Linked DNA regions of Hordeum vulgare: regions 2 and 3 are each linked to region 1. A link is a contact called in public Hi-C and HiChIP or PLAC-seq data. All regions are on one chromosome and are shown on one strand. The core of a region is the stretch at or near the end of the contact, and the rest is flanking DNA. Distances in the headings are between cores, read along the strand shown.

Region 1 (4,302 bases), core at 859-3,358:
GAACACCATAATCTTCAATCATGCATGCACTACGGAGGCTAATGTCAGACTCAGACCTACAATTGTTTCCCAACTACTCCTTATTGTTCTCTCAAAAAAGAAAAACTACTCTTGTATTATTCCCAACTAATCTTGTCACACCATACTATATTCGAATTCTGTCTAAAATATCTAACAATGGCCTATTAGCTCAGGTGGTTAGAGTGTTCAAGACCTGCATGGGCCAAAAAAAAATTGTAATTTATTTTTCCATGGTGGCGAGCAGAGGGGAGGCATGGAGGCGGGGCCTTCGGACGCGCGCGCTCGCCCGCTGTCAACGCCGACGTAGTGACCTTCCATGGCGGCTCCTCTGCCGCGGCGCCCCCATACCTCCACTGTTTTCTCCCTCGTCCCTCCGCTCCGCGGTGCCCGTGCTTTCTCCGCCGTCACCGAATCTGGACAAGATCGACAGGAGCCATCGCATCTAGCGCGACACCCGGCTGCAGCTGCTTGTCGGCCATGCGGGCAACACGGACGAGCTGCTCGTCGGGCATGTGGAGGAACACGGTGGAGCTGCTCATCAGCGTCCATCCCGCAGACCTGCTTCTGCTTCTGCTGCAACACAAAGAAAAGTGTAGTGGAGTGGCTACTGATCCGCTCCAGAAATAGGGAACGCAGCCAAACAGATGTACAATATATTCAGATAGACACTGAATGATGGTTGTGACAAAATCCATGTAGTGAATAACTTACCAACATGCCACTGAAAGGATCTGGAATAGACCACTGAAACAAAGGGCTCTCTACAGCATGTCTGCCAAATGCAACAGGCTATGCATGCCCCAAGATTTGATGTGTGTCTCACTTTATTGTGTCGACTGAATTCTTTTGTGTTGTTATTACAATCATCAGTGGAGGTTTAAAAAAATGTGAGTTGGTAAGACTAAGTTCGAATTATCATATTTAATGGGTCATAGTTTTTTATTCCAAAAGAAGATGTTACACGGAAATACATGATTGATTTGATAAATTTAGATGTTACCAAAGGTCATGCACGTCGTTGCTGCATGAATTCAACCAATTTTCCTTTGTTTGCCCTGCTGTATAATACAAGCCCGTGTAACTCATCCCCCACCTTGGATCTATCGCAGTTTCAGTTTATTTTTTCTGAAAATTGGTGCTCCTTCCGATTGCTCACAATTTCAGTTTCGCTGATATGATACAAGTCCCTGTTTCAGTTTGTTTTGTCTAGAAAAATAATGTTACTAGCCAAGGATTAGACCAAGAAATTTCATGTTAATGACTACATATACCTGGATATTGTGGATTTGACTTGGTTACGGTAATTCTTGGGCATGATGCTGGAGTAATTCTTGAAGTTTCATATATTCTCCTCTTTCTTTGAGTTATCAATTAGCTTAATTGCATACACATGACTAGATATGCTTGTTGCATCTAGGTGTTTGCCCCGCAATGAACCCGTTGCAACGTACGGACATATTTACTATTAGTTATTAACCTACGTAAACTGCGGCACGTCTATGTTTTCTCGCCTCAGCCCGCGTTTGCAACCACGTCGGATGGCTGCCCCTACTCAGCCTATAAAAGTTCGTATCCTTTCGTACGTCTAGCATTATGGGGGTGTTTGTTTCCAGGGACTTTTTGATGTATGGACTAAAAAAAGTTTCTTTTAGTCCCATATGAAACAAACAAGAGAGATTTTTAGGGACTAAAATGAGCTATTTGGAACTACAAAAAGAAGTCTCTATGAGAGTCTTTTTGAGACTTTTTTGACACTTTTCCAACAGTGTCCCTACTTCTAGCATGTCATTTAATAACTTGTAGTATATTATTAGGGGTAACATGATCTTTTTGCATATCATTTAATGACCTCTAATCCCTGTTTAATCCATAAAAACAAATGAATAGGGACTGGGACTTTTTAGTTGGAATTTAAAAAATCCCAAGACTTCTAAAACAAAAAGGCCTATTGTTCTATCGGAGGCCGGATGGGAAACTCCACGACATTCACCGGTGCATCCCGCGAATGCGCCGTCGCCACCCGTCCATTCCGGCTCGAGAAAACGATTCTTCCCCATCGCCACCATTTTCCTCCAAATTACCGCACGCCCACACGAGACACGACGCACAATCACCTTCCACCCCGCGCCCCGCTGCACTGTCACCGATCCACTCTCTCCCACTGCCCAGCCACCACCTCCCACGCCGGCAGCGTTCAAACCCCGCAAAACCCTAGCCGGCCAACGCCACCACAACCGAACCACCATGCCGGCCACCCCTCTCGTCCTCGTCCTCGCCCTCTTGCTTCTGCTCCTAGCCGCCGGGCCGCGCCCCGTGGCCCCCGCCTCCACCGACCGCGCTGCGCTACTCGCCTTCCGGGCGTCCCTCGCCCCGCCCTCCCGCGTGGCGCTCTCCTCCTGGCACGGACCGCTCTCCGCGTCCTGGCTCGGCGTCTCGCTCCACCCACCCGCCGCCGCCGCCGTGGCCGCTCCACCCTCCGTCGCGGCGCTCGCGCTCCCGGGCCTCAACCTCTCCGGGCCGCTCCCGGCCCCTTCGCTCGCGCTCCTACGCCGCCTTCGAGAGCTCGACCTCTCCGCCAACGCCCTCTCCGGCGAGCTCCCCTGCTCCCTACCGCGCTCGCTTGTCGACCTCGACCTCTCCCGCAACGCGCTCTCCGGTGCCATCCCCACCTGCCTCCCTGCTTCGCTCCCGGCCCTCCGCACCCTCAATCTCTCGTCCAACTCTCTCGGATTCCCACTTTCCCCGTGGTTCTCCTTCTCCTCGCGCCTCGTTGCCCTCGACTTCTCCAGCAACGCCCTCTCTGGTGCCGTCCCGCCGCGTATCGTCGCCGACCCCGACGCATCCAGCCTCCTCCTCCTCGACCTCTCCCACAACCGCTTCTCCGGCGAGATCCCTGCGGGGATAACCGCGATACGGAGCCTGCAGGGCCTGTTCCTTGCGGACAATCAGCTGTCCGGGGAGATCCCGCCTGGGATTGGGAACCTGACCTACTTGCAGGCGCTGGATTTGTCACATAACCGGCTGTCCGGTCTAGTGCCTGCTGGGCTTGCCGGCTGCTTCCAGCTTCTGTACCTGCGTCTCGGGGGGAATCAGCTCTCTGGGGCGCTGCGGCCGGAGCTTGATGCACTTGATAGTCTGAAGGTTCTAGATTTGTCGAACAACAGGATATCTGGTGAGATTCCGCTGCCACTGGCTGGGTGCCGGTCTCTTGAGGTGGTGATCTTGTCGGGAAATGAGATCACCGGGCAGCTCAGTGGTGCTGTGGGGAAATGGCAGAGCCTGAGGTCGCTGTCGCTGGCTGATAACCAGCTCTCTGGCCAGCTACCAGATTGGATGTTCTCATTCCCGGTTCTCCAATGGCTTGATTTGTCTGGCAATAGGTTTGAGGGTTTCATTCCTGATGGTGGTTTCAATGCAAGTTCAGTGCTTAATGGCGCAGGAGGTGGTCAGGGCATTCCAGCAGGTGCTATGATTTCACCTCAACTGTTTGTATCAGCATCTGTAGATGCCACAGGCCAGCAGCTTGAACTGGGCTATGATCTTCGAGCAGCCCCTGGTATAGATCTATCAACGAATTTGCTCCATGGAGAGATACCTGAAGGGCTGGTTGCAATGAAGGGATTGGAGTATCTGAACCTTTCTTGTAATTACTTAGCTGGGCAGATCCCTGCAGGGCTTGGGGGGATGGGAAGGCTGCGAACGCTGGACTTCTCACATAATGGACTGTCAGGGGAGGTGCCTCCTGTAATTGCTGCCATGACAGAGCTCGAAGCCCTTAACCTCTCTTACAATAGCCTATCTGGGCCTTTGCCAGCAACCGATGGACTGCGGAAATTCCCAGGAGCGTTGGCAGGAAACCCTGGGATATGCGGTGGGGAAGGGTGCACTATGGATGGAACGATGCCAGAAGGGAAAATAGCCAGAAATAATCGTCATGGCTGGCTCAGTGACTGGCATGGAGAGAATGGATGGGTGTCCCTTGGGGCGTTCTCTATCAGCACGATGACTAGCTTCTTTGTGTCGTTGGCAACCTTGCTATGCTCCCCCAAGGCTAGGAATTTCGTGTTTCGGCCTGTGAGGATAGAGTATTGAGGTTAGAGGGTGGATCGGACAATAAGTTCTGTAAATACGAGAATGTGTGCGAAGTTTGAGTGATTTTAGTGTGCAGCTATTCTTGACAAAAGCAAGTTGTCTAGCTTGTTTGAATGATCAGGTATTACGCCTAGTGTTGTTGGCCTAGTATTGTTGTTCTACGGAGGTCTAAAACTTTTTCTGGTGTAT
Region 2 (4,302 bases), core at 682-3,181, 500 kb before region 1:
ATGTAAAATTTGCATAAATTCAATCTATTCTGAACCAAAAGTTGCATACATTTAAACATAAGTTAAATATAGGCAATCTTCACAACTGAACACTAAAAATTTTTTAAAACTACATTAAATTTAAAACAACACTAAAAACTACTCAACGGTCCTAGTAGACATCGAGCCAATCCTTCGTTGTCGTGGTCGGGGTAGATGCTCTAGCACTCCTTGAAGTCGAACTCTTCCTCCTCGCCGTCCTCATTCCACCTCGTCATCGGAGATGACGATGACCTCCCCGCCATTGACGACGAATATCGACCGCTCCGCCTCCACGAGCTCCGGGTGCTACCGGCGGAGGTCCTTCATGTACGCCTCATCGACGGCCTCGCCTCGAGGCGTTCCCTCGCCTCTCGGTCCTCCTGTGCCATCTTCATGTTCACCACCCCCGGGTCCGACAGGATGAGGTGGACCGCCGACACCCCGAACGGGAAGTTCAGCCGGGCAGTGGCGCTGTGGAACCGACTTGCCACTTGTACTCCACCGCCGTGAGCTCCGCTGTGTGGAACGAGCCGATCCACTTCCGTTGGTGGGCCTCCTGTTTGATGATCTCCGCCACCCATGTCCCCCGTGAACACTGTCGGACGCCGAGGTAGGTCCTCCTCGATGGTCGCGGTGGAGGAAGCTTCGAGAAATCAACAAATCGGGTGGGTCAGGAGGATCGGCCGACCGACAGCGACTTGAGGATGCACTGGCGAACGACGACCCGCGGGCGTGCCGGAGACCTCCGGCCACCGTGTCCGGCCATAGTAAGAAAAGGGGGCAACGGGGAAGGACGAAGGACGCATCAACGACATGACAAAAGGGAGAATGAGGCAAAAGAAAGTAAGCAAAGAGAAAGAGAATTTTTTACTTGTCCGCTTCAAGCCGGAGTAAATATACTCGTGGGATAAGGGTTGGACTATTTTTTTTACTCCACTAACCGGTTTAAGTGATCGGTTAGGTGCGACATACTCCCTTCGTTCTTTTATATAATGTGTATTTATTTTTTGATAAAATTTCGTAATGTAAGGTGTATTTCTTTTAATTCCTCACAATTTCGTGGTTAGCCCTTCAAAATAAAGAAAATATCTCTTCTCTGATTGTATGCATCTTTTCTTGTAAAGAGAAAAAAGAAAAATATCCTGCACTTGATTACATGTATCTCTTACTTTCCTATCCTAAATAATGTAGTTACTGCTAATCAATGATTTAGCCGAAGTCGTCTTAACATGTATATAATTATGTGTCTTAGTCCTAATACCCTACATAAAAGAACGAAGGAATAAAATGAGTAGTACTCCCTCCATCATAGTTTAGAAGACACGATAATAAATAAGGTTTATGACGTATTTCATTTAATCCTAACAGTTAATTAGTACTTTGTTGTATTACTTCTATATATGTATAGGTATTAATGTGAATGTTATTTTTTAGCCCATCTTACAATTAATCAATAACCATTAGGTTTTAAAGAATTTTCAAACACCTTCTGAACCGTGACGAAGGGAGTAGAGAAAAAATGAAATTATATTTTCAATAGGGGTTTGGTTAGGAATGCTCTAACTGGAAGGTTGCGCAGGACTGTGGAACTTTCTCCTCCATCCGCAGCAACGACGACCATCACATGATTTTTCTGGTCCATACAGTTTCACCAGTAAACAACCGGAACAGAAACTCGAACCGTAGAAAATCTGAGTATAGAACTGTAAAACGAACAGAAGACGGGAAGACGACAGTGGCACGATGAAATCATGGCGGGGAGCGCCCGGAACTCCACTTCCACACTCGCAGCCTCCGCAGCGCCTTGCGGACCGAGTCCATCAGGACCACTGACTCGGGCGACACGTCCCGACGCAACGCCGCCGGAAACGCCCGGTCCACGCAGCGACGGAGATAAAAAGGAAAGCAAAGGCTATCCGGTACGCCGGCACAAACCGCACCACTCGCGCTCCACACTTCCACCAGCCATCTCCAGTCCTCGCTGTCGCTGCCTACAGGAGCACACGCGCTCGCAGCCCACCGCTCCTGCTTGCTTCCCCGCGTCGCTGCCGTCGGCTGAGCGGCCCGCGACGAGGGACGAGGGCGGAGGAGAGGCGCCGCGGGACGGTGCTGCGAGGTTCGGTGCTTTTCCTTCTCGCTCTCTGCGATTCCGATCGTCGTTCCGGCTGCCGGGATGTTGGAGGAATCAATTTGAACCAAAGCTGTCCCCGATTGGTTGCAGAATTGTAGTTCGAACGAACCCTTTTCCTAAATTTTGTTTCGGGTTCATTTCTTAAAAAAAGGAGGTATACTGTCACTTGGAAAACAAAACACCAGCCTTGTCCTGTTGCCGTACACCGAGCAATGGGCGAATATACCATTTCGTGCCAATTACTATAAAGCATACGGAAGATGAGCCATTGCTCACCTCACCTCTAACTTTGGTTGCCCCGCAGGTGTTTGTAGGATTGCGTAGGCGAGCTTTCGAAGCTTGGGCATAGGCATAGCCATGGCCACCGGGGTGGCACCGGCTCCGCTTCCGTACGTCAAGGTCCGCGACGGAGGCGTCGGCTACACCAAGAGCGTCGACTTCGCCAAGATCCTCTCCGTTCCCGGTGCGCTGAGGATGGGGTCCGCAAGAGGCAGGGCGCTCGTGGTCAAGAGCTCAAGTACAGAGTCTGATACCATGGAGCTCGAGCCGGCCTCCGAAGGAAGCCCACTTCTAGGTATACTAATTCCCATGCTCTGGCCTCCTTGCATATGGGAGGCACTGAATTTGTTCCCGAGTTATTCTGTGCCTTTGTACTACCTACCTATCATCTGAAATACTGAATGATTTTCGCCATTTGTTGTTCTTTAGTTCCCAGGCAGAAGTACTGCGAATCTATACACCAGACAAGGAGGAGGAAAACACGCACTGTGATGGTCGGGAACGTGGCACTCGGCAGTGATCACCCCATGAGGATTCAGACTATGACTACCTCAGATACCAAGGATGTTGCCAAGACTGTGGAAGAGGTGTGCTCTCTATCTGTGGATGCCAGCCCTGCATAATCCTCTTATCGTTTACATGTTTTCTGTCTAGTGAACTGATCAAGTATATCGATCACACTGTTGCAGGTGATGAGGATTGCAGACAGAGGCGCTGATTTTGTTAGAATAACCGTCCAGGGTAAAAAGGAAGCTGATGCCTGCTTTGAGATTAAGAACACTCTTGTCCAGAAGAAGTAAGTACTGGATCAAAAAATCGCTACAGATCCTGTTAGTTCTCATGAATGAGTCCCTCACTTTCCTTTTGTGTTTCAACAGTTACAACATCCCTCTAGTGGCCGATATCCATTTTGCGCCTACAGTAGCTTTAAGAGTGGCTGAATGCTTTGACAAAATCCGTGTTAACCCAGGAAACTTTGGTAAGTGATACCATGATGTATCCCATTTGCGTTGGCTAAATTCTTAATCTTTTATCATCAGTGCTGAGAACATTACTTTCAGCCGATCGCCGTGCCCAATTTGAAAAGCTGGAATATACTGAAGACGATTACGAAAAGGAGCTTGAACACATTGAGAGGGTCAGAACTTCATTCATTTGCTTGCTGCTGCTTCATTCCATACGAACATATCATGTGTGATCTTACTTGCGCGCCGCTGTAATATCATTTCAGGTCTTTTCTCCATTGGTTGAGAAATGCAAGAAGTATGGAAGAGCCATGCGTATCGGAACAAATCATGGTAGTCTTTCTGACCGGATAATGAGCTACTATGGTGATTCTCCAAGGGGAATGGTGATTATTTCTTTCCTGAGGATATATTTTTACCGTCATTTGACAGATGCATGACATTTTCTGCATACTAATTTCAGGTTGAGTCTGCTTTGGAATTTGCTAGGATCTGTCGGAATTTGGACTTCCATAACTTTGTATTTTCAATGAAAGCAAGTAACCCTGTTGTCATGGTCCAAGCATATCGCCTGCTTGTAGCGGAAATGTATAACCTTGGATGGGATTATCCTTTGCACTTGGGAGTTACCGAAGCTGGTGAGGGTGAAGATGGGAGGATGAAGTCTGCTATTGGCATCGGAACACTTTTGATGGTAAATACATTGTTACTTCATAGTGTTGCCTGAATGAGTTTCTTTCTTACAAGTGTTCTTAAATTGAGTAGAATTACATGGGAAGCTTGATTGATTTCTTATGAATCAATAATACTTTTCTTTTCAAAGCTTATGGCTGGAAGCTGAGGTTGCTTATCTGACTCAATAAACTTTGGTATCCAGGTCCCTAGCTCACTTCGAATAGCTGATTC
Region 3 (4,302 bases), core at 590-3,089, 340 kb before region 1:
CTAATCCACCTACACTACCGCACGACCGGAGTTGTTCCATTGCGATCGAACGGCTTAAAACGATGCAAAAATCTCTAACCCTAGACCCCTCCTATAAAAGGAAGCCCTCCACTACCAATACGAAAAGAAAAGGAAAAAAATAGAAAAAACAAACCAAAAAAAAGCAGAAAAGGACAAAAAAGAAACAGACAAAAAAGAAATTATTAGATTTAAAAAAAAAAAGCTGGACGGGCACAGTTGAAGGAGCCCCCTGTGCGTGCTAGGGTCTCCCTATTCTGCGGCAGGGAGAGCCCCCTGTGCGTGCTAGGGTCTCCCTATTCTGCGGCAGGTAGGAGCTCCCCTGGTGGATCGCGCAGACTTCCTCAAGGAACTCCACTGAAGTCAGCTCACCTGGTGATCTGATATGTTTTACTACCTCTGCTTTTGAACTGCAAAAATATCCAATATTTAGAAGTTTGAATTGGAAAAACGACTTATAATTAGGAACAGAGCCACACAGGGTGTACTACTGAGACGAATTGACCATGCTGACGGCATGAGCTATGCATTCCCGGGTTGGCGGCTTGAAAGTGAGGATTTCTTTTGCGAGGTGAAAGTCAGGAACCTTGAACCTGCATCGTGATGATCAAGCATGCCCTTTTTGGCACCATCCAAATTATATAATCTAGTTTTTATAATTTATTCTATCTTTAAATAAAACAACTTATGATGTAGATTATAAAAACTAGATGGATAGATTATTAAAAACTCATAATCTACTCTATACCAGCCAAAATCAGATTATCAATTGTTAATGACCCATTAACCTTGTAAAGTTGGAGATAATTACATTCCTACCATCGCACCCTTCTTTTAAAAAAAACAAAGAACAGACAAGTCATTATGCAATATAAAATCTGAATTACAGTTTATATTATCTGGTCTCCAAACATGTCCATCTAGATTATTTTTATAAACCAGATTATATAATCTATCTTCATAATCCAGATTATCATAATCTATTATGGTTCCAAAGAGGTTCTACGTCTAACAATACAAATTTTAACACAAAAACATTATTCCTTCTGCTGAAAAATGAAACCTTTAGAAGGACTAGGGAGTACCATCCGTACTAACAATTTTACACACAAATCTCGTCCGATTACACATCACAAGCAGCAGCGGAAAACACCACCAATACGCGAGCTACGGAAAACACACACGACACGGTTAACACGTAACACCACATGAATGGATACGTATAACAGCTGGATCACACCGGGCCGGTCGCTCGGGTCATGCGCCGCCGTGCCCCGGCGACGCGCGGGCGCCTCATTCCTTGCTCTGGCCGCTCGCAGGGCTGTGGCCGCCGTGGCGGTCCTCCGTCTCAGCGCGCTCCTTGGCTGCGGCGTTGTCTCGCACGGCGCGCTGCTTCTCCTCCTCGGCGGCGCGCATCCGCTGCTGCTTCTTCACCTCGGCTGCCTCCTTATTCACCACCGCCGCCTCCCTGTGCCCTGTCGTGTACGCCGCCGCCTTGTCCACCTGCCCCTGGAAGGCGGCCCTCGTCTTCTCCATGCCGGCGCGCGCCGACGCGCCGGCGTTCGCCGCGGCCTCCTTGCCCGACTCCATGCCGCTCGACCTCCCTTGCTTCAGTTTGGACTAGCCGACGATGCTGCTGGAATCTCTAGACAGGCTGCCGTGCTTTGGCAAGCAGGGTCGTGACGAGACTTATAGCGCGGCGCCATGAATCCGCGGAAGGAGGATTTGTTGCCTCGGGCCCTGACGCGTGTGAGAGTGTACGTGGGAGACGCGTAGAGAGCGGTGTGGTGGCTCTGAGGTGAGGTGTGCAGACACGAGGCATCCCCGCCATTTGATTATCAAGTCTGTGCCGTCTCAATATCATTGGCCGGACGGAAAATGAGTCACTGCCTCCAAACATTCGTGTAGTTAACGACAAATGGCAAATATAAATGAGAGAAACTCTTTAACTCATAAATTATTTAATTTTCTTTCACACACCCCAAAGAATGAATGCTATGATGGTTTATATGATCATGTGGATTCATTGAAATATCCTTTTTTGATGAACTTAATGATTTACGTGCTTGTGACCATGACGACAGTATGAATTATACTAACGAACATGAACTTGCTATAGTTCTTTATGTCAAAAATGAAATTGTTGCTAATGCACCTACACATGATAGTCCTATTATCTTTTTGAATTATCCCAACAACACTATATCGAGGAAGCTTGCATTTATTAAGGATTATATTTTACCACTACATATGATGATTATAATATGCATGTGCTAGCTGCCCCTACTTGCAATTATTATAAGAGACAAACCAAATATGCACCTCTTTATATTTCCAATACGATAAAATTGCAAGAAACCACTTATGCCATGTATTGGCCTTACTTGAAGTGTATGAATTGTTCTTTTATGACGTTCCAATGCATAGGAAAAGAGTTAGACTTCGCTGTAGCATGATATATATCACTTTGTGCTCACTATTTAATTAAAAATCATTGCTAATTAAAATTGACTTTGATATACCTTGGGATCCGGGTGGATAAATTACTTGATCACTATATGCCTAGTTTAACGGCTTTGAAGAAAGCGCTGCCACGGAGACAACCCGAAAGTTTTAGAGAGTCGTTTATTTCGGTTGTCTGATTTTAAACTAATTAAAAACAAAAGTTTAAAGTGGGGAACATAAAACTTTTTCAAAAAGAAAGGTGAAATACAGAAAGATGAGCACCGTTGAAGTGGGGGCTAGCCTTGGGCTTTGTTCATGTCCATCGAAACCTTGCGAATCTTAATTACAAAAACTTTTCAACAAAAATAATTATTTCCTTGTACAAATCCTTTGTATTATAATAATAATGTGCCAAGTAAAGGCTTTGGGATGATTTGGATAATAGTAGATTTGATCCTATGCAAAAACACAAACTTTCACGTTCATTGCAAAATTTCTGTTATATTACTCGAATGCCTTTTTGATCTGAATGTTTCACAGCACGTTAATATAAAAATTCCATAGGTCCTTCTAGTTATTCAGAATTTTTTGAGTTATCGAAGTTTGGTATTTGTGCTGATCATTATAGACTGTTCTGTTTAGACATATCCTGTTTTTTTGCTTACATAGTTTGCTTGTTTTGATGATGCTATGGATTGTATCGGAGGGTATAAGCCATTTAGAAGTTAGAATACAATACCTTATGAAATAATTAAATATGAATCAATTTATAACAGTACCTAAAGTTTATGTTTTGCCTATTATACTAACGGATCTCACCAGGTTTCTATTAAGTTTTGTGTGATTGAAGTTTTCAAGTTTTGGGTGAGATATCTATATGTGAAGAATAAGGAGTAGCAAGAACCTAAGCTTGGGGATGCCCAAGGAACCCCCAAGGTAATATCCAAGGAAGACTCAAGCGTCTAAGATTGGGGATGCCCCGCAAGGCACCCCCTCTGTTGTCTTCAACACTATCGTTATATCTTACTTGGAGCTATATTTGAATTCATCACATAATGTGCGTTTTGCTTGGAGCGTCATTTTTTTTGCTATTCTCTGTAATTTACAAACAGCTATTGGCCCGCAAGACGCACATCTACCTATGAGTGTTGGCATTTTTTAACACTATGCGTATTAAGGTAAACTAATGCTAGACTTTACTTGAAACTTGTTGACCATGGTAAAAAGAAGAGGTGTCACACGAAAAAGGAATTTTGGCACCGATTTACAAACTTGGTTATTTTTCTGGATTGAAACCATGTGCGATGACTAACATTGTGCCACGACACACGTGTCCTGATTGTCCAAAATGCATTACTGTGGATCGCATGTCTACAACCGTAGGATTTACATAGATCACGACAATCTATATCGCACTAGAGTGGCACTTACCGCACACGGTTTTGGTAGTATCATTTTGACTTAAATATGCAATGGACGATTGATATCTTCACCTTACAATTTAACCAACTTGATTTAATTACCATTCTCCATTCTGGCTTTTGTTTCACTTCCTCATCTCGTCACAAACAAACTATATTACACAACCCATAGCAATCATTCACATCGTCACACCCGCTACTTAGTGTTGAACGTGTGCGCTGCTTTAAGTCGTTGCACACACTTTGTTTTTTCCAATCGTTTGCCATTTAACACCCAAAATAATGGGACCTTCTTCTATCCAACGCGTGCCCAACCGAGCTAGGCGTGGAAGCTTTGCGCGGTTGAACGCAGGAACTTGCGCGGTTGCGCAGGAACGGGCTTACCAACGATACGTGGCGGCTGATACTTGTGATATGT

Evidence for each region. A called contact is a pair of places that touch in the nucleus more often than the background predicts. HiChIP or PLAC-seq counts read pairs in DNA pulled down with a chosen protein or histone mark.
Region 2: a Hi-C map of seedling shows a contact between it and region 1, with 5 times the contacts expected there. The contact joins the promoter of LOC123401503 here to the promoter of LOC123402489 in region 1. A contact is called at or near these places in 3 of 6 Hi-C or Micro-C datasets (leaf and seedling) and 1 of 1 datasets of contacts at active chromatin or transcription factors (embryo).
Region 3: a contact with region 1 is called in an H3K4me3 HiChIP or PLAC-seq map of embryo, with 8 times the contacts expected there. The contact joins the promoter of LOC123404088 here to the promoter of LOC123402489 in region 1. A contact is called at or near these places in 2 of 6 Hi-C or Micro-C datasets (both in leaf) and 1 of 1 datasets of contacts at active chromatin or transcription factors (embryo).

The regions. Positions count from the first base shown.
Region 1 is chr6H:341,899,017-341,903,318 of MorexV3_pseudomolecules_assembly, reverse strand. It overlaps LOC123402489 (leucine-rich repeat receptor-like protein FASCIATED EAR2), which reads left to right and starts at 2,108. Exons shown (of 1, transcript XM_045096411.1): 1 at 2,108-4,302. The coding sequence starts at 2,266. The coding sequence ends at 4,113.
Region 2 is chr6H:342,399,726-342,404,027 of MorexV3_pseudomolecules_assembly, reverse strand. LOC123401503 (4-hydroxy-3-methylbut-2-en-1-yl diphosphate synthase (ferredoxin), chloroplastic) reads left to right here and starts at 1,931. Exons shown (of 20, transcript XM_045095327.1): 1 at 1,931-2,137; 2 at 2,457-2,726; 3 at 2,861-3,018; 4 at 3,121-3,227; 5 at 3,310-3,410; 6 at 3,493-3,569; 7 at 3,663-3,782; 8 at 3,860-4,090. The coding sequence starts at 2,510.
Region 3 is chr6H:342,242,561-342,246,862 of MorexV3_pseudomolecules_assembly, reverse strand. It overlaps LOC123404088 (18 kDa seed maturation protein-like), which reads right to left and starts at 1,839. Exons shown (of 1, transcript XM_045098017.1): 1 at 1,040-1,839. The coding sequence starts at 1,608. The coding sequence ends at 1,312. It also overlaps the pseudogene LOC123405472.